Regions from separate parts of the Ovis aries genome. Here region 1 is linked to region 2. Evidence: chromatin contacts called from public Hi-C data. All regions are on one chromosome and are shown on one strand. Each heading gives the region's core, a stretch centred on a gene start, on an enhancer-like site or on the middle of the called end of the contact. The rest is flanking DNA. Distances are from core to core; before and after follow the strand shown. Region 1 overlaps P4HA3 (prolyl 4-hydroxylase subunit alpha 3). Region 2 holds the start of C2CD3 (C2 domain containing 3 centriole elongation regulator).

Region 1 (3,088 bases), core at 196-2,695, 110 kb after region 2:
ATAATAGTATTTATTTATTTTGCTGTTTGTTTTAGCATGTAGCTCACCCAGTTTGATTCAGAAGTACTGACCTGCTTCTGTGGTTCCAAAATGTCATCCAGTTTTCAAAGTTTCTGCCATGTTATTCAGATTTGTCCTGGGTGTACGCCACCCAGTTATCAGTTTCAGATCTGGATAGTGGTCTATTCCATACTCAGTACCCAAGTATGTGGTATGCTATTTAGAATCAGACTGATGCTTGCACAGTTCAGGGGTGAGGTCAGAAACTATGGGCTGTTCTCCTGAGCTCCTCCCTCTCTTGTGATTTCTCTGATACTTTCCAGTCTTTATAAACCCCCACTTTTGAGCCCTCTGGCCAAAAAACTTGGAGGTTCAGTTCCTCTTCTCTCCTGTGTATTTTTCATGTATCTGGGGCCAAGTCACAGGAGGATAGAGGGAGGAAAAAACTCAACAGGGGTTTACCCCACCCTACTGGGACTGTTGAAAGAAAAAAATTATTGCATTATTTTATATGGTTTTAATGTACGCGAATAGAATACATAAGATAACTTGAATAGGCACTCACTACACCACTTCCACTGTGGCTCATCACTGCAGGATTGCCTGAGGGGAGGGGTGCAGGAGGATGGAGAACAGAAGATAAAAAACAATGGATGTTACCCCCCCACCCCGCCCCTCCACATCAATGTGAGGGTCATCTTTCCCTGTTCTTGAGCCAGAGCTAGAGGGCTTCCCCTGTAGCTTTCCCAGTCTTCAACCTGGGGTCCACTTACAGGTTTAAGGCAACTGAGGATCAAAAAGAGGAAACTCATTGCCAGTTCAGCGGTGCTTCAAATTCTGGCATTTCCCCCCGAATCTGACTACAGAGTCCTCAAATGCCTACTCTGTTCTGTCTAGATTTTATAGCTGCATTCAGTGGGCAAGACATCTTCCAACAAACAGAATTTCCTACATTATAACATTTTATTTTAATTCTGCATCAGAGAGGACTTTAAGTCACTCTAAATTACAACAGGGTTCCAAGTTTGACTAAAGCCAAACTGAATTTTAACTAAATTATATTACAAAGACAAATAGTTATGTGACAATAGAATTGATCTTTTCCAAGGGAGCTAAGTTTGTGAGGTTCAATTTTTGTTCCTGTTTGGTATTCAGCAAGGTGTTTTTGTTTGTTTTTTGACCTGTATTATTACACAATTTCTATTTTGGAATGTTAAAAACTAAAAAATGATGTTAGCTTTAAAGAAATGTTGCTATTATTTTAGTTTTTTTAAGTGCAAAAACAGCAAGTTAAGAAATAAAAGGATCGAGGAAAAGATCATGACTTTCAAAATAAATATCAAGGCAGAGAAGAGAAAGGCTTTCCCAGAAATCATCAGCAGCTTCATGTCATGCCACTCTCCCCTGCTCACTCCACACCAGCCACGTTGGCCTTTGGCCTTTTCATTTCCTGCTCCTGCCAACCTCTTTCCTGATTCATGTGTAATTTCTGACTAACTCCTACTCATCCTTTGACTCATTTCCTCAAGAATCTTTCATTTGCTTGCAGATTAGGGTCGAATCCCCATAATATTCAAAACACCCCCTATATTTTCCCTTGGTAGCACTTATTACAGTTGTAATTTCTTTTTTCTATAATTCATGTCTATCTATTCCACCAGAGCATAAGTTTTATGTAGGCAGGACTGTGCTTAGCAGAGTACCTGGCAATAGTGGGTACTCATTTGTAAAGAATGAATAGAGCAAATAGAGCATTCAGAATAATCCTACTACTCAATCTGTTTATTGAGGGTCCTCTATGTGACAGTCCTTTGCCAGGTCTTTTCTAATATTCATCTCCTTTATCCTCACAATAAGCCTATGAGATATGTATTGTTCCTTTGCATTTTATGGTTGGGAAAACCATAGTTCATTGAGATTAGTGATTCAACAGCAAGATGGTAAAGCCTGAAATTGAACCCAGGGTCTCCAGTTCTCAGCTGAGTACCCTTTCCACTACATCATTACTTCAGGTGCTCATTACCAGCTCCTGGCTCAGTCTCCCTTCAAGGAGCATTTCTGGGATACTCATGTCTCATTCTCTTCTCCTTTGTGTTATGAAAGGCTTAAACCAACAGACTGGTGTTCCTACAAGCGTGGTCCACAGTACATCTGCCCCAGAATCATAGTGGGGGGAAGTGGATGTGCTTAGGAGACACAGTGCTGTCAGACTCATCGAATCAAAATGTAGGAGAAGGGGAGGCGAAGGCCAGGACTCATTTTTAACAGGCTCATGGGGTGATTCTTGTGCACGTTTAAGCTGAGAACGCTTCCTTAGGTGGTTTCCAAAGCTTCCTCCAGCTCTGACAGTCTTTTCTTCTAAGACATTGAATTTGGAGGCCAGGCTTCTATAGCCCTATCATCTTTTCCAGAGCTATGAACTCAATACATACTATTTTTGGTAAATGAATACATTCGAATTTGGAAGACAGATTCAAGTCCCTGCTTGGGTATTTACCAGCTGTGATTCCTTGGGAAAATTACTTCACTTCTTGAGCCTTAGAGTTATCATCTTTTAAGATGGAAATAATAACAACAATCCCTATTTTGGCTTCTAGTAATTGGTGTGGAAGATAAATTAAATCATGTATTTCAAACTTCTTTTGATTCCAAATCGAAGAACCACTACAGGTATATAAAATGGACACCAAGAGAGGTTACTTCAGTCCTTCAAATTTGCAGATGGCTGTTATAGCTCTTTCAAATGGACAGAATAGGGAGTTTATTCTAACACAAAACCACCACTACCATCTCTGAAAATAGTATTTCCTTGAAAAGACCCTACTTGCTCTTTTGTAGCAGAGAAGGTAATGGCACCACACTCCAGTACTCTTGCCTGGAAAACCCCATGGACGGAGGAGCCTGGTGGGCTGCAGTCGACGGGGTCGCGAAGAGTCGGGCATGACTGAGCGACTTCACTTTCACTTTTCACTTTCCTGCATTGGAGAAGGAAATGGCAACCCACTCCAGTGTTCTTGCCTGGAGAATCCCAGGGACTGAAGCGACTTAGCAGCCCCAGCAGCAGCTCTCTTATAGAAACCTGATTTTT
Region 2 (3,137 bases), core at 197-2,696:
TATGTTATTTCAATTTTGATTTCCCTCCTATCAACCAAATCTACTTTGGTTTGATGTAGGTAGCATAGCACTGAACACTTTCACACTTCTGTTTCATCTCTTGCATCATTCCTGGAAGGAAACACATTGCCTCAAAACTGCCTTAGTTATCTTTAAACAGCAGATAAGATTCATTTCTAGACTGCAGCTTTAGTCCTCAACCCAGTGGCCTAAGGCAATATCACTATTCCAAATACCTCTTTGCCTATAATGTAAAAAGGCAGAGTCACCCAGTTTTTGTTTTGAGGCAGCTCTGCAGAGATTTAATTTTGTTTCCTGATCTGCCCTGGGTTCCTAGGGTGACTGTTCTTGCTGAAGCTAACATTCCCCTGGTCTCCTTAAGTGGACTAACTTGATAAAGTCCTGTTAAACACTTTCACCATCTCAAATCCTTCAGAGATCTTCATACCCTCACCTCCTATCACACTGTCAATCCCCAGTCTTTCTTTCTCTCTCCTCTGTAACTGGCTTTTCTCTACTCCCATCTGTAGCCCTTCATGATTCATGATTGCCTCACACCTCAGTCATTCAACTAACATTTATCGAGTTCTGTTGTGTGCTAGTTTGGGGGGATTCGCTACGGCCTAAAACGTGATTCTTGCCTATTAGGATTACCGACACACTCTCCAACTTGTTTTCCTTCCAGTCCCATACGGACCCGCAAAGCTCTACATCCCCTTTTCCTGCCCTCACACGCTTATCAAAAACATTCCTAAGTCACGGGGATTTAAGGTACACTTGGTGACGGTAATGGTAGTGTACTGTGTGTTTGAAGGCTGCTAAATAGTAGATCTTAAACGTTCTCTGCAAAAGAAAAAAAAATTGTAACTATGTATGGTGAAGGATGCTAACGAGACAACTGACAATCATTTCGAAATATATACAAATATCCACTCCAAACGTACACCTAAAACTAACATAATGTTATATGTTACTTATACCTCAATTTTTAAAAAGTAAAAGCCAAAACAAAACCTACAATTTTTTTGTTCTCTTCCTTTGGAAGCATTTCCTTTTAGCCCTCCCCTCATTCCATTTATTCACCCACTTTGTCCCCTAGTCAAGACCCTATACCGTTTCCATTCTAGGGGGGGTCAAATGCACTCTTTTAACCTTCCGATGCCCTGGGTTTATTTTCCCTCCGCAATCCTCTTCCCCCCTTTTTTAACAGGCGGCTGTGGGAGGTCTTCCTAGAATGCCTAGCGCCCCGCTCCCCGAACTCCGCCCAATCGCCCAACTAAGCTTTCTTCCACCTTTGGTCGTCCAGATTACCTCTCTTCTTGCGGCTACGGCCGCCCCCAGGCCCCTGAGCTTTCCGTTGCTTCATGACGACCCCGAGCTCTTCACCAACTCAACTACGGCTCCAGCACCTAAGCTGTAGCCTCCCGCCATCCCTTCCCAGGGCGCTGGCGTTCCCCAGCAACCGGCGCCGCTGGGCAGCCTGGGAGGCAGGAAGAAGTGGTTCTTTCTTTAACAGTCTCTGGGAAGCGACGGGAAAAGAAGGCGCCAAGACGCTTTCCTACCAGTAGACTACAACACCCAGGATGCTTTGCTACGCTACCTCTGCAGGGTTGAACGCGGTCGCCTCCAACTGCGCAAGCGCAGAACGCGCTCTTTGCGGACTCCATTGCCCAGGGTACATAGGAGCGCTTCTCTTTCCGGCGAAGGTCGTGGAGTTCTCCGGTAGGGGTCTGAAGGGTCAGAGACTCCGTTACCCAGCACCCTTTGTGGAGTGTTGCTGCGCACTTCCGGTGGAAGTGCTGGGGCGAGGGGGTGGAGTTTACAGAGCCGGTGGGCGGTGCTGCCGGTAGCTGGGTGCTGTCTAAAGGCTACAGGGCGTCGCTAGGGGAGTGAGCTGTGACCGGTTGGGCCGCGCTTAGCTTGGGACGAAGCTTCGGCTACTGTTCGACTACCTGCGGCCTCCCCTTCATGTCGGCCCTCGAGAAGAGTATGCATCTTGGGCGCCTGCCCTCTCGCCCTCCGCTACCCGGCAGCGGGGGCAGTCAGAGCGGAGCCAAGATGCGAATGGGGTACGTGACCCGTACCCCTTCTCCCTAGAGGCCAGGCCCCGACCGTTGGAGAATGGTGGCTCTCGGCGTTTAGAGTGGCATGGCAAGGGAGGCTAAGGATTGAGAGAATGTTGGCGGCGGCCTGGAGACCTTTACATGAAGTAGAAGGCAGATCTGGGGACTAGGGGAGGCGCCAAGTCACTGGAAATTAGAGGACAAATAGTATTGGAGGGAGAAGGGAATGAGGCAGAGATTGAGGAAGCTGAGAAGATAGTTTAAGAGATGAAGGAGGCACCTCAGAAGAACGGGTGGAGGCTTGAGAAAAGGAAAAAGAGTTGTGACAAAGGTGGAGGGAAATCTTCCAGGGACGGTTGAGGGAAATGAGAAATGACTGAGTGAAAAGTTGAGGGAAATTAGGAGGAGAACTAGGGAAAGATTTGGGAGGAGTAAATCTTTATCTAGTTTCTGTGAGAAACTGTGAGAAAGAAGCTGGGGGAAACGGGACACCTGAGGTAGGGTTGGAGAAGGAAAGAGAACTAGGGAGCAGAAGGTTCTGGAGAGAGTTTCTAAAGGTGAAGAGGCATATTCAGGGAGTGAGCAAGTGACTTAGAGATTAGGTCTCTTAAGGGATGCTGAGAAAGTGTGGGTAATAGGCCTAAGGAAAGATGGAGAACATAGCCAGGAAGACTGTTAGGGGTAGGGGTGATAGGATAGCCAGGAAGACTGTTAGGGGTAGGGGTGATAGGAATGTGCTGAGAAGTGAGGGTAGGGAATAAGGGGAGGAGTGATGAGAGAGAGCATGCAGGGATTTAGAGAGTGAGTGTGGGCTCCAGAGATTGAGAAATGAGTAGAAAACGGGTTTAACTAATGGCTTACTGCAGACAGAAGGTCTGGGAAAGGTTAAAGACGAAGATTTGGGCAATTGATTTTTGCAGGGCAGGTAGGTCTGGTGGAAGTTATGTACTGGTCTGATAAAACTCAGTGAAGTATTGAGAGTAGCATCTTAAAATGTTTTGAGGGAAACCACTGTTTGCTCGAATGGGAGGAGCTGTGTTGGCATTTGGAATTTTAGGTTGTTGAATGACTGGG

Evidence for each region. A called contact is a pair of places that touch in the nucleus more often than the background predicts.
Region 1: a contact with region 2 is called in a Hi-C map of liver, with 2.5 times the contacts expected there. The contact joins the enhancer-like site here to the promoter of C2CD3 in region 2. A contact is called at or near these places in 2 of 16 Hi-C or Micro-C datasets (liver and skin fibroblasts).

What each region holds. Positions count from the first base shown.
Region 1 is chr15:52,395,191-52,398,278 of ARS-UI_Ramb_v3.0, forward strand. All of the region lies in intron 4 of P4HA3 (prolyl 4-hydroxylase subunit alpha 3), which reads right to left. Among named protein-coding and RNA genes, the nearest start is that of P4HA3, 15 kb to the right of the region's middle. Within about 2 kb of position 1,446, at least 3 of the 54 cell types and tissues checked have an H3K27ac peak or open chromatin away from gene starts, as enhancers often do. A contact at or near this core is called in liver, where this site is marked.
Region 2 is chr15:52,286,102-52,289,238 of ARS-UI_Ramb_v3.0, forward strand. It overlaps C2CD3 (C2 domain containing 3 centriole elongation regulator), which reads right to left and starts at 1,447. Exons shown (of 31, transcript XM_060400014.1): 1 at 1,312-1,447. The coding sequence starts at 1,366. It overlaps PPME1 (protein phosphatase methylesterase 1), which reads left to right and starts at 1,864. Exons shown (of 14, transcript XM_012096032.5): 1 at 1,864-2,069. The coding sequence starts at 1,969.